2 separate regions of the Gadus morhua genome follow, and region 2 is linked to region 1. The links are chromatin contacts, called in public Hi-C maps. All regions are on one chromosome and are shown on one strand. Each heading gives the region's core, a stretch centred on a gene start, on an enhancer-like site or on the middle of the called end of the contact. The rest is flanking DNA. Distances are from core to core; before and after follow the strand shown.

The links. Hi-C and Micro-C count contacts between places; a contact is called where the count stands out from the background.
Region 2: a Hi-C map of blood shows a contact between it and region 1, with 7 times the contacts expected there. The contact joins the promoter of tardbpa here to the promoter of dffa in region 1. A contact is called at or near these places in 2 of 6 Hi-C or Micro-C datasets (blood and gill).

The regions. Positions count from the first base shown.
Region 1 is chr1:30,027,999-30,033,997 of gadMor3.0, reverse strand. It overlaps dffa (DNA fragmentation factor, alpha polypeptide), which reads left to right and starts at 1,597. Exons shown (of 6, transcript XM_030356086.1): 1 at 1,597-2,105; 2 at 2,845-3,003; 3 at 3,118-3,275; 4 at 3,626-3,821; 5 at 4,196-4,347; 6 at 4,802-5,999. The coding sequence starts at 2,012. The coding sequence ends at 5,041. It overlaps LOC115543668 (a long non-coding RNA gene), which reads right to left and starts at 2,929. Exons shown (of 4, transcript XR_003976740.1): 1 at 2,791-2,929; 2 at 1,596-1,709; 3 at 458-508.
Region 2 is chr1:30,345,778-30,352,649 of gadMor3.0, reverse strand. It overlaps tardbpa (TAR DNA binding protein a), which reads right to left and starts at 1,894. Exons shown (of 7, transcript XR_003977091.1): 1 at 1,601-1,894; 2 at 1,303-1,466; 3 at 1,079-1,219; 4 at 824-994; 5 at 639-723.

The sequences.
Region 1 (5,999 bases), core at 348-2,847:
CAGAGATAAAAGGGGAATGTAAAGCAAGGCCGTGTTTCTTCAACCAAGAAACCAAAGGCCCTTCTGTGTGCCCTTTATCCTCTAGAAGATAATTATCCTCCAGATAATAAGGACCTCCTAGTTCTGGATTAAAGCGGTTTAGATAGCGACGGTAGGGGGTTCAAATGATTGGCTGATAATTGGAAGGTTCTGCCCACTTGATCGTCCAGGGGGATGGATTGATCAAACAATACAGTTTCAACTTGTCAGATGAAATGCAAAAGTAACAGTAATTAAGGTCAAAGCTTAATGTCACCGCCATCATCGAGATGATTCCACATCCGTCGTGTCTTAATGAGTTTAAACTCAAGTTACATCAAATAATGTCTATATTTAACAAACAGGTTAGAACACGTTTATAAGTAGAAGCAGGTGTTGATTTAGATGCTTGGATAAAATATGTTTGCGTGCTTCTTACCAAAGCTTCTCTTGGAAAAGCAGGCCTTTCGTCACCAGGGGGAAGGCCAGACTGAAAAGACAACCCAACAACTGTATAAGAGTGCCATCTATTGGAAACATGAGGGTATTGCATATTTAATGGTAAAAGCATTCATAGCAGTCATTGCCAACGGATGACTACGAAAGACAGATTATAATTTATAATTCTTAATAAATTAATTGAAAACAATTCGGCTCAATTATTTTCTGCGTGATTGATCTGTTTAACTAGAGAAGCATACAACTAGTGAGTAATGTGGACATGTAGACACACTTTTTTCTTTAGAATAATTACATGGTTTGGCTTTAAAAAGTCAAAGTGTACCAGTGACTAAGGACCAATGCCCATAATTATACATGCACTGTAATAAATGCATATCATGTTTAAATACTGAGATAATAAGCAGAAGGTAAAGTTGACACATGCTATATGAATGTTACTCCAGTGTAAACTACAGTCTGTTGACTTGCTGTTATGCTTTGTAGCAAACCTATTTTGATTAAAAAATACTGTGTCCACTGGTTGTTAATATGAAAAGTTGGAACCCTGGTTATAACATGGATTATACTATCATTTAATAATCATGAAGTCTTATTCAGAATTATCTGAACCAGGAGTTAGTGAGTTAGTAAGTAACAACACACACCCAAAACAATACATAAAGCTGTTAGGCAAAGCATACATTTGAGTAGCCAGTGTTTGCATTCAGCCCCAGAGGGTCTCCCCGAGGCTGGCTGACATAATGGCCTTCTTCAAATAAAGACACTTCACTGCAACAATAAAAGAACCCAACGTTTTTAGCGCAAAAATGCATTCAATGTAAACTATGACCTCTTGTACCCAAGTGAACATGCCCCATGCGTTCACACCACAGGGCTGTAGAAATCATTAAACAGAGGACTGACCCCAGATGTCCAGTTGTCAACAACACACCAGAGTGTAACTTTTTAACGTGAGCATGGCTAGCTTTCCTCTGCTACATGGCTGACCTTTATCCCGCTAGTCCAGCAATACACTCGATTATCTAAACAATCAATCGATACACCTCATCGGACTATTGTCAGAGCATTTCTCGGTTTCTGGAGATGTGTTTGGTTGCAGAGTTTGTTTGAAATACCTGAGCCAGTGGATCAAGTTGATCAGTGGAGGCCATCTTCCTTCTCTTTGCTTGAGTCGTTCGATGACGTCGCAATCGATTGCTTTTTCTGACCCAGGACAACAGATCAGCGAGCTGTCAGAGCGGCGGTACAAACAGTTGTTATTTTAAGTCAAATAAATAAATATACGTTAAGTACAAAAAAAGAATCTATATGTAGAAAACGGATATTCTGTATGGTGTTTATTATTTTTGTGATTACGTTTCACGATCATAGACAAGGAAAACTACAATTGCAATTTAAACTACAGTTCCCGTGAACCTTCCTTCTCCAAAGCGGTTCCGCGTTTGAAATGTGAAGTAGTTTTATGTCTATGGTCGCTGCTTTTATTTTCCCGTAATTATACTTTATACTTGTCAACCACAGATAAAGGACAATGGGCGACATGAGACCCTGTAAAGTATGCGATTTTAAACGACAACATTCAATCGGAGTAGTGGTAACTTCTTTAGAACAACTCAAGATTAAAGGTAAGTCAAAATAGGAAGGTGTTCTTTCACATGCATCTCCGCATCAGCATGTCATTGTTATAAGTTATGTATAATTTTATGTTGTATTACTAGATTGGATTGGGGTTGACACTTCATATGGGTTATAATACCTATATTAAGCGTTATAGATGAAATACATGTTAATACATTGAGCGAATCATGAAGTCAAGTAGCATTGATACTAGTTTCGGTTTCTGTATCGTTCTGTAAAGTACAGATTCGATTGGTGACAAATTAACGTCTTGATTTTCCTACTAATGGAGATGTCCATTGGTTGCCACTAGCTGGATCTATGCTAAAATTGTACTTAAAGTACCAGGCCTCCTACGCGTTCAGACTTGCAAAAAAAATGCAAGACTGAAGATCGTCTTGTTCATTCCTGGAGCGCGAGTCACCAGGCGTGGCCCTGGCCCCCTCCAGGTTACCCTCCTCTCATGGTGGTTGCTAGGAGGAGGATGTGATATATATAATATATGCAAAAATATATTCAATTCATATTTGTCAAGTAATATTCTATGTAACACAAAGCAACCTACTACTCAATATCCTGTTCTTTTGGACATTTGAGCCATCCAGGCAACTAGCATTCAAGCCATGTATCCTCTTTATCAATGGTTTTATAATAATTTCTCATTATATGTATAATGGTTTATCTGGCTTGTACCACTGCTTGCTGACGAGCTCAATGGAGGAAATGTGTTTTCCGTTTCCTGCCCAGGTGGCGAGTCTCTTCCCATCGGTCCGGACGCTCCCGTCAAAGTGGTTCTGGAAGAGGACGGGACCATCGTGGAAGATGAGATCTACTTCCTGTGCTTGCCCTCAAACACAAAGTTCATGCTCCTTGGCCCGCAGCAGATGTGGTGCCCTGTCCGCAGAAGTAACCCTCCCTCTTTAAATCTGTATTGTACTGTTGGTCCTGTAGACAGAAGTTCTTCTAGTTCTTCTTCTTTACCGCCACTTCTCTGCCCAACTCACGCTGTCCCTGTTGCAGTCGACGGAGGCACGTCCTGGATGAACAGAGACTCCATGCTGCTGGAGGTTGACGCCGTGGACGGCTCCATCAGCCAAGTGGAGCCCTGGTGGCTTCTGGCCCAGCAGCTGAAGCAGAACATGTCCAGCATCATTACCATGTCAGAGACGGACCTCCAGGTAACCTCCAGCTACTGATCCAATGGAGCGAGGCCTTTGGAATATCGATGTTGCAGGCGGGAATATTTTCACAACCCGCGTATGAAGCAGAGCTCTTATATCTGAACATCGCGAGCGTGTCATTCTACTAGTGTGTCGTTCTACCACTGTGTCGTTCTACTAATTAGTGTGTCGTTCTACCACTGTTTCGTTCTACCACTGTTTCGTTCTACCACTGTGTCGTTCTACTAATTAGTGTGTCGTTCTACCACTGTGTCGTTCTAGTAATTAGTGTGTCGTTCTACCACTGTGTCGTTCTCCTCGTGTGACTTTAGAACCGCTTGCTCTAAAAACCACATTGCTCTTCCCAGACCTTGGTGGACATTCCTTGCGCGCAGCTGACTTCCGCGTTGAACTTCCCGGAGAGCAAGGTCCAGAACCTCCAGAAGACCCTTCAGGGGGCCCTGGACCACAGGGAAGAGGTGAGGCAGGCCAAGGAGCTGCTGCAGCTGTACGTCAAGGCCGTGGAGAAGCAGGACAGCCAGGAGGCGCAGTCCGGCCTGGAAGGTACGGCGGGGGCCAATGACCGGAGGACGAGTCAGCACGCAACCGTGCTGCGTGTTCACTGGAGGAGATGATGCGTCATTTGTTTGAACAATCTAAATCCTCCAACAAACAGAGCATATACACTGTCCTTCTAAACGTATTACTTCGTTCTTTTCATGTTTCGAATAATGTATTATTTTTTCTTATAAAAACGTTAATAAATATGTATTATTTTGAAATGGTTTGGCTTATCGGTGGGGGCCACTAGGTGGCGACATTGTATCTGCTTCAAAATAACAACCCACACACAAAAGTTCTGCAGTCATTTACCATCTGCTGCCCTCGGTACTTTCAGAACAAGAACCCAAAATGACCGTGTTGTTGTTCTGCTCCAGGGGCCGGGGACACGTTCGCTCCAGGGGCGGGGGGCATGGACCAGGGAGACGGGATGGAGGTGGACTCTGCGTCCGGGTTCATGACCAGGACCCTGATGGTGCTCAAGGGCAAGACCAGCCCGGAGACCCGGCTCTCCACGGAGGAGCTGCAGGTACACCGCTCAGACCAGCACACTGGAGGCCGGCCAAGACCAATGACAATTTGCCACGCAGGGATATATGCAAAACCGTTTGCGTGTATAGAGAGCCTTTAATTGCTGATCGAAATGTAATGATGCGTGGAATAGCAACAGCAGCAACCCCCCCCCCCCCCAGCCCTTAGAAGTCGATTTGCATTGAAACTGCACAATCCACTCCAGAAACAAAAAAGAAATAATGGCAATAATAATAGTGAAACTCCCCCAAACTAATTAGACTCATTTGTGTCTCCCTTAGCGAGAAAACCCCTCTGCAGCGGAAATGCTCTCCAGCCTATAACCCCCCCCCCCCCTCAGGGTCATCCACTTACCCCCCCCCCCCGCCCCCCCCCCCAAGCCTCTAACCCCCTGCCCCCCCAGCCTCTAACCCCCCCTGCCTCTAACCCCCTGCCCCCCCCCCCTCCCCCAGGTGGTGCTGACGACGGGGGTCCCGGCCCTGGAGGAGATGCTGGGCTGGGACGGCCCCCGCACCGCCGCCCTGCTGGAGGCGTGCCGGGCGGAGATGGCCGCCCGCCTGCAGCGCGTCCAGGCCCTGGGCTACCTCAGCAGCCTGGGCCAGCCGCCGGAGGCCGCCCGCCGGCCGGACCCGGAGCCCCAGCAGCGGGTGGAGCCCGACCCCGCCGCGGGCAGCCCGGACACGCAGGGCTGAGAACTGTGAGCTGGGGGCTGAGGCGCTGACCGGGCCGAAGGCCGGGAATGCCTTTTACCTCCCCCGACCCGAGGGTTAGTGGAACGGGATGAGTATTGGCGTTGGGAAGCCTGTCCTACAGGGGTGTGTGTGTGTTGGAACCAACAGGGGTGGGTGCTGGTTTGTGAACGTGCTGAATAGCTTCATCTTCCCGGGGAGTGGGTGAAACAACATTTGGTCGAACGTCACTCGCGACGCAGTCTCATGTTACACTGTGACGCAATGCTTATTATGTCCCCGGAGCGAACAGAATAGCCCTAACACTAAAATAAATCCAAAATCATCTTCCTAGACATGGCAGACTTGACTCTTTGACTGATGTGTTTGATCTCCGTCTTGGATTGCTGCTGTAACGAACAAGAGTTTAAAAGGCAGGTGAATTCAGGTGCACTGGAATCATTTTGATATGATGTTGTGGAAAGGTTGAGCTCGAGTAGAATGCTTTATAATAACGAGGAAAACCATTTCCTCCCCCTCAAATGAGCGTCTTGTTTTATGGATAATGGTCCTACCAAGGCTGAGGTTAATACAAGGGCAATGCATGTACTACGGCATTACTATGTTTGGAGTAAAAAGCACTATAGAAATAGACTACAAGTGCCAAACAAAACTAGTCTCTCACACACACAGAATAATGAGTCATTGTAACCAAAATAATCAATATGTTCCTGGAGGGTTGATCTAAGAAGTCCGATAATGATGTGAAAAGGAAAGTACACACACACACACACACACACACTCTCAGATCCCCATACAGAGAGTCCGTGGTCCATCTATCATCCCAGGCTGGAACCAGAGCAGAGCACTTCTAATGCGAGACCATAACCACGGCCATAACCATTCTGATGTCATCTGACGGATGGTCAGTTCCTTGTTGTGTTTTTCTCGATGTTTGAATTTGTTAGAGAGAACTGGGGAC
Region 2 (6,872 bases), core at 645-3,144, 320 kb before region 1:
AAGAAAACTCTGAAAAACAAAAAAGGTAGTGTAGCAGTCTCCACTCACCAACTAAACACGTCAACCATTCAACAGCTGGCTACAAGAATTATCACTGGAGTATAAATGTTTCGTTCAACAAAATGAAAAGGCAATATATCTTTTTTTTCTTTTCTTTTTTAAATAGCAGGGGATATAAGAGGACTAGCTTGTTTTTTTCTGCCACCATATGCATACTTACCAGATTGGCCTAACTCACAGACAGACTACAGCCTACATTCCCCAACTAGAGGACTTCGACTCCATGGCGCCGAAGCCGGAGCTGAAGCCGCTGCTGGAGGCGGAGTTAGTGCCCGCGGCCCAGCCCAGGCTGGCCGAGGTGGGGCTACTGTAGCTAGTGCTGGTGGAGCTATAGGTGGGGTCTCGGGCCGTGGTGGCCGTGCCCGCCGCCGTGGTCTGCCCCTGCTGGTTAGCCAGCATGCCCATCATCCCCCAGCTGCTCTGCAGCGCTGCCTGCGCCGCCGCCACCATGGCCGGGTTAAGCCCCATGGCGCCGAAGTTAACCCCGCTGCTATTGCCCCCCATGCCGCCGCGCCCTGCGCCGTAGCCCTGGCCAAACCCACCAGCCCCGAACCGCCCACGCTCCATCATTTGCCTACTATTATTGTGTTTAGGCTCGGCGTTGGAGATGTGCACGCTGACGCCCTTGATGATCAGGTCCTCTCCACACAGGGCCTGGGCCACCTGGGGACAAGGGCGGGACGTCGACAAAGAGCAGTGATCAGACACACACGCACGCACACTAACGCACACACGCAGGGTAATAGAGGCCCCTCCCCCGTACCTGGTCATCGGCGAAGGTGACGAAGGAGAAGGCTCTGAAGGGTTTGGGGATGAAGACGTCGGTGACCTCGCCGTACTGCATGAAGAACTGCCGGAGCTCGTCAGTGGTCATGTCTTCTGTGCAGCGCCCCACAAAGATCTTACGGCTCCGCATGGGCTCGTCAGGACCAGCCTGTGGGCAGCAGACAGGTCAGTGCTTTAACAGCGGCCGTTCAGTGGTTCTCCAGGTTGGAGTAACCCCAGGTTAGTACCTTACCTTAGAGTTGGGAAGCTTGCAGTCACACCATCTCCCGTCGATCATGTGTCTCTGAGAAACCACTTTGGTCTGAGTCTCGTACTCTGTGAACCGGACGAACCCAAAGCCCTTGGAGTTACCGGTCTTGGCGTCCCTCTTGACCTAAAGACAGGAGACAAAAGGCCTCAGTACCCAGCGGCCTTTGAGCTGTGGACAGAGTGCAGACGGTTACTAGACCACATTACCTGCACCATGATGACCTCCCCGAAGGTGGCAAAGTAGTCCTTCAGGTCCTGCTCTGACGTCTTCCACGGCAGCCCCAGCACAATAAGATCCGACGTCTTCTGGGAGCCCCTCTTGATTTTAACAGCGGAGGCGGCGTCCATTTCTTCCATCTTCCTTTTGTTGTCTGATGAATGAGAGCAGAAGCAGTGTGAGAGAATACCATTGATCTACACGCAGTTCCACACCACCCCATGAGAGCCTAGTGCAGTAGTACTACACTCATACGAGTTGAAGTAATCGTTATGTTGTGAGGCCTACCTTTGGGGTAGTTGACGACGTAGACCAGGTTCCCCCAGTCGCTCTCCGGGGCGTGCAGGACCCCCTCCACCAGGCGGACCCCCCGCATGCACTGCGACTCGGGGTTCCTGTAGCGCAGGCCGCAGGCCCCAGGGAACTGGGCCGCCACCGTGGACAGCAGCACGGTGCCGTCGTCCTCCGACGGGATTTCCATGGGCTCCTCGCTCTCGTCCTCGGCCACTCGGATGTATAACTCGGACATGTTTCCGGGCTGTTTAGGCTCGTAGCAGTCGAACTCAAAACGAACCGTCTGACGTCTGGGTGATTCCACGAGGCGTACGGAGGCTGAACTAACCGCGGGGTCTCAACGCGACCGAACGAACTGCTAAACTAGCGCACAAAACGGACGAGTGAGGGGAGGAAGCCTCCAAGGGACGACTGTGAGGTTGTTATTTTAGTGCTCACCGCTTTGAAGAACTGGATCGCCGGCGGCCATGAAGCGGAGGTCTTCTTTATGAGCGGCTGGTCGGTTAGGCTAAGCTAGGCTAGGCTAACAAACGAGAGAAATGAATGGGTTACCCAGGTATCGCAGTTTACGTTTTCTCAAAACGCGGAGGGTTGCTCACTCGAACCGGCAATGAGGTGGTGTAGAGTCGTACGTCGAATGCAGAGAGAGCGTTCGACAAATGCCCTGTTGCTTGACTTAAAAATGAGAATCAATGGCAACACTTTGTGTGTCACGTCCCAGCTAATCTTTTTAGCTTCCGACCAGCTAACAAAATGGCTGCCGGGTGTTGGTGACATCATCGAGTCGGACGGTCCCATTTGTAGGGGTGTCCAAGAATACAAAACAAAGACTTTACTCGTTAACTACAACCCAAATCAATTGTAGAGATCCACACTTGATTCTAAAGTTAATTTAAAACAATTATATGTAATTTGGCAATAAATCGGATTGTTATATTTCTTTGACTGGGTATCATTAGAGGAAAAAAGTACCCGTTTGGAAAATGTTCCCAAGCGTAACTGCGCATTGATAAATAGAAGACAAAATAGATGAGATATTAAATAGTTCATGAAAAAATAAAAGAAAAAGGGTTTTGACCTAACCAATTTTTTTTGCCAAATTGCAATCATTGTACATTGTTGGATAGTCGTAGGCCGACTATAGAAGATAACCGTAGAATCAGGCGCTCGTCTCATTCTTTGACTATAAGAAATACGCTACGCATGAATTATGACTGGACTATTCAATTTATCGCCATTCATCATTACGTTTTCAGTTAACAGCTATTATATATAAATTCAATTAAAATAAAAAACAATATGCAACAAAATATATAAATATGCATATACTAATCTAAATGGCATTGGCCATGTGTAACAGAGTTAAAAATGTAGTGTATTATTATATATGATTTTCGCCAAAATAAAACTGCCTTGTTTAATAAGTGTGAATGGGAGCCACCCTTGGCCATATGGTGTACTGCAGATCTGCTGCGTTTAGTCCTGTGCTGCTTCCCTACAGTGTTGCCAATTTAGCGATTTTGTCGCTATATTTAGCGACTTTTCATTCCCTTGTCGCCGGGCTTTTACACCTGATCCAGGATCAGGTGACGGTTGGCCTCGGGTCGGATGGTCCAGTAAGACACAGGTGTCGCGTGTGTACATGTCGTGCGTGGACAGGTTGTGGTGGATGGAGCTCTTCCAGGAGGGCTTGGTCTGCTGCTGGAAGAAGGGGAAGCGGTCCTCGATCCAGGTGTAGATCTCCTTCACGGTCATCCTGCGGCCGGGCCGGCTGTTGATTGCAAACTGGAACATGGTCATAGGTGTATGGAGGTCGGTCCAACAGGGCGGCCTCCACCTCCACCACCACGCCATCGGAGGCCTTCATATTACAGCGACTTTCCACCGGGATCCGCTTGATAATCCTCCCTAGATCTGTGGTTTATCCAGGTCTAGTAAAAAGAGAATCAGCACTAGTGTATAAACTAGGGGTGTGCCAAAAAATCGATTCATATAAGAATCGCAATTCTCATTTACTACGATTCAGAATCGATATAAAATGGCCCGAAATCGATTCATCACATGTGTTCTATTATTTTCCATACACTGTTACGATCGTACTGCAGTTTGCATGTTTTACAGAAAGTTTCTTAATACTTTCCTTATGACCGTGGGTTTCTACATGCGAAGGCTAACGTGACTAGCCGTAAACTCCGCTAGCCACGTCCATGCTTTTAAAGTACTGCTTGATCTATCATGCATGGATTGAACTGTTTAGTTAAACATGCATTGAAAGTAATATTACTCTCCTATCATGTGTATGTTGAACCTCTTTACGTCTGTTTAACGGCTCTGGGAAGATCTCCATATCTATTGTTTAGAGTGAAATACAGGGAGATACAGTGAGATACAGGGAGATACAGGGAGATACAGTGAGATACAGTGAGATACAGGGAGATACAGTGAGATACAGGGAGATACAGTGAGATACAGTGAGATACAGGGAGATACAGTGAGATACAGTGAGATACAGTTTGATACAGTGAGATACAGGGTGATACAGGGAGATACAGTGTGATACAGGGAGATACAGTGAAAGATACAGGGAGATACAGTGAGAGATACAGGGAGATACAGTGTGATACAGGGAGATACAGTGAGATACAGGGAGATACAGGGAGATACAGTGTGATACAGGGAGATACAGTGAGAGATACAGTGTGATACAGGGAGATACAGTGAGAGATACAATGTGATACAGGGAGATGCAGTGTGATACAGGGAGATGCAGTGTGATACAGGGAGATACAGTGTGATACAGTGAGAGATACAGGGAGATACAGTGTGATACAGGGAGATACAGTGAGAGATACAATGTGATACAGGGAGATGCAGTGTGATACAGGGAGATACAGTGTGATACAAGGAGATACAGTGTGATACAGGGAGATACAGTTTGATACAGTGAGAGATATAGTGTGATACAGGGAGATACAGTGAGAGATACAATGTGATACAGGGAGATACAGTGAGTTTATAGTGACACTGCAGTCCAGCATTAAGCTGTAATGGGTTGGGTGGGTGGCAAGATGAATGGCAATCAAACGATTTTCCCAATTTACAAGGGAGGATTTTTTTTTTTTTAAAGCACTTGTTTGTCTGGTTATAAAGGTCCTGAAACGTCTGTGTAATAAAAAACCTCAAAACGCTTTTGTTCACAAGTTACCTGACAGGTTCCCGCTTATATCCGGTTCCGTAGTCCTCCAAAATTTAATTCGTGAGACTGTTCAAGGAAAACGGCGAAACAGCGGCTCTGTGTGGCGGTCAACGATATTACATTTTTTAGAAATAGCCGTCGGGCCTTGGTTTAGCATAGCAAGTTTTACCTCAGAGCTTTGGGATGTTGGAGGAATTTTCATCATCAGACCTGCAAGGACTGATCACAAATGTGGCTTCAATCCTACAAAATGTTCACCATAAGCTTCAAAGAAGTCGCCCTTACTTGCAGTGGACCCCGGAACACCAAGCCTACTCCCAAATCCTGGTAAGTGGGAGATCCGCGATGTGAAGCATAACGAGAACAAGTTAGGAGAGCGAATCTCTTCTGGTATTAAGAACATCATAATCATCAACATGGCAATCATTATGGTCATGTGTACTCCCATATCACTCTTTATAGTAATGCGTTACCTTTTTTGTTTTGTTTTAAGTTTTCAAATGTTTTATGTAACTTAACTTGACAATACTTGAGATTAACTTGAGATTCAATAGTTGAATCTCATCACTTTCTAAATAAGAAGTTTTCATTTTTGCAGCGTTGGACTTTAACTCTTGGATTTATTGATTTTGTTTCTTGCACAAATCCAAACTAGTTTCGGTCAGTTAATGATTAGGCTACTGTGAAGCAATCAAATCATAGCAGAGGAATAGTGACAAATTACAATTGTTCATATTTTTACATCAAGTCAAACCTTGTCAAGAAAAAAAAAAAAGTATTTTACAAACCGGCATAAAATAAAATACAAATTAATAAATACTCATTTGAAGTATATGTTCCCTTATTTTTCCTTCAGCCATCTTAAATTTGAGTATTTAACTACAAAACAACCTGCTGAAAAGTCCTTGCATGGCCACTTCTACTGGATTATTGAATGAGAAAACACATGCTGCCAACACCACATCTAGTTATTTATATGCACACAATGTATCGGCCATAGTTTCCATGTTTGAGTTTCAGGATCAATGACAGAGTAGAATATCAGTTGTATTTATTTATTTATTTATTCACTTTTAATCTTCTAGGATGGTCAATAGAAATGGAATGATCTCTTTCTCCATAAAGGTTACCAAAATAAAATGTATAAAAACACCATAAAACATATTGACATATTATTTGACTCTGACATATTATTCATAAAAGCACATCTAAATTACGCAAACACCCAGGGGGTGTTCTGAGTTCTAGAGTTATTTATTCAAAGGTCAACGGGCCTTATTCAAATAGTGGCCATCTTGGTTCTAAACCCTTGCTGTGCGGGTCCTGAAGCGGTCCCCAAGACGCCACTCGGTGAATACGACCAGTGAGGTAACGCAGCGACGGAATCAAAGAAATGAAGAGTGGAAAGGGAAGACAAAGGAAACTCAGCCAAGATCTGTGGAGATCCTTAGAATAGTTTTGGACTCATGGTTAGTGCTTCTTCCTAAAAGTTAAGCACACATATTATATTTTACTAAATTCCAATAATTTAACCCTGTAGTGGTAGTGACCTCGTCAGATTGCTGTATTGACAACATGGCACCTGCCAATACTGTGGAAAAGAAAGAAGCTCACATAGTCTTTTCATTTACAATTGTTAATGTGCAAACAATTTTTCTATGTTTGTATAAATGTACCATATATTTTGTAATATTATTTTCCTTAATTCCCTTTTATCTCGTCTTATTCTCGTACTATGTTCTTCCACTTGCCTCTGTGATCCTGGCATCAGTCAGGTAGATACTGACGTCATCGTGCTAAGTACCATTTGCCCACATTTTTTCGTTTACTCCTGTATTTAGAGCCCATGACAGGGCAGACAGCTGTTTGCAGTCTCACCAAAGAACACGTGTTGGTCCATCACCGCGGTGAAGTTTGATTACACGAGCAGAAACACAGCCAGGCCTTTTGCCATGCTTTGCCCGGGGGTGGACATGATGCAGACGCATACAAGCCAACCGTTTAATAAACATGTGTCTATCCAACACGCACAACGGGCTGATTTAGAGATGGTCTCACAGGGTGCTGGTG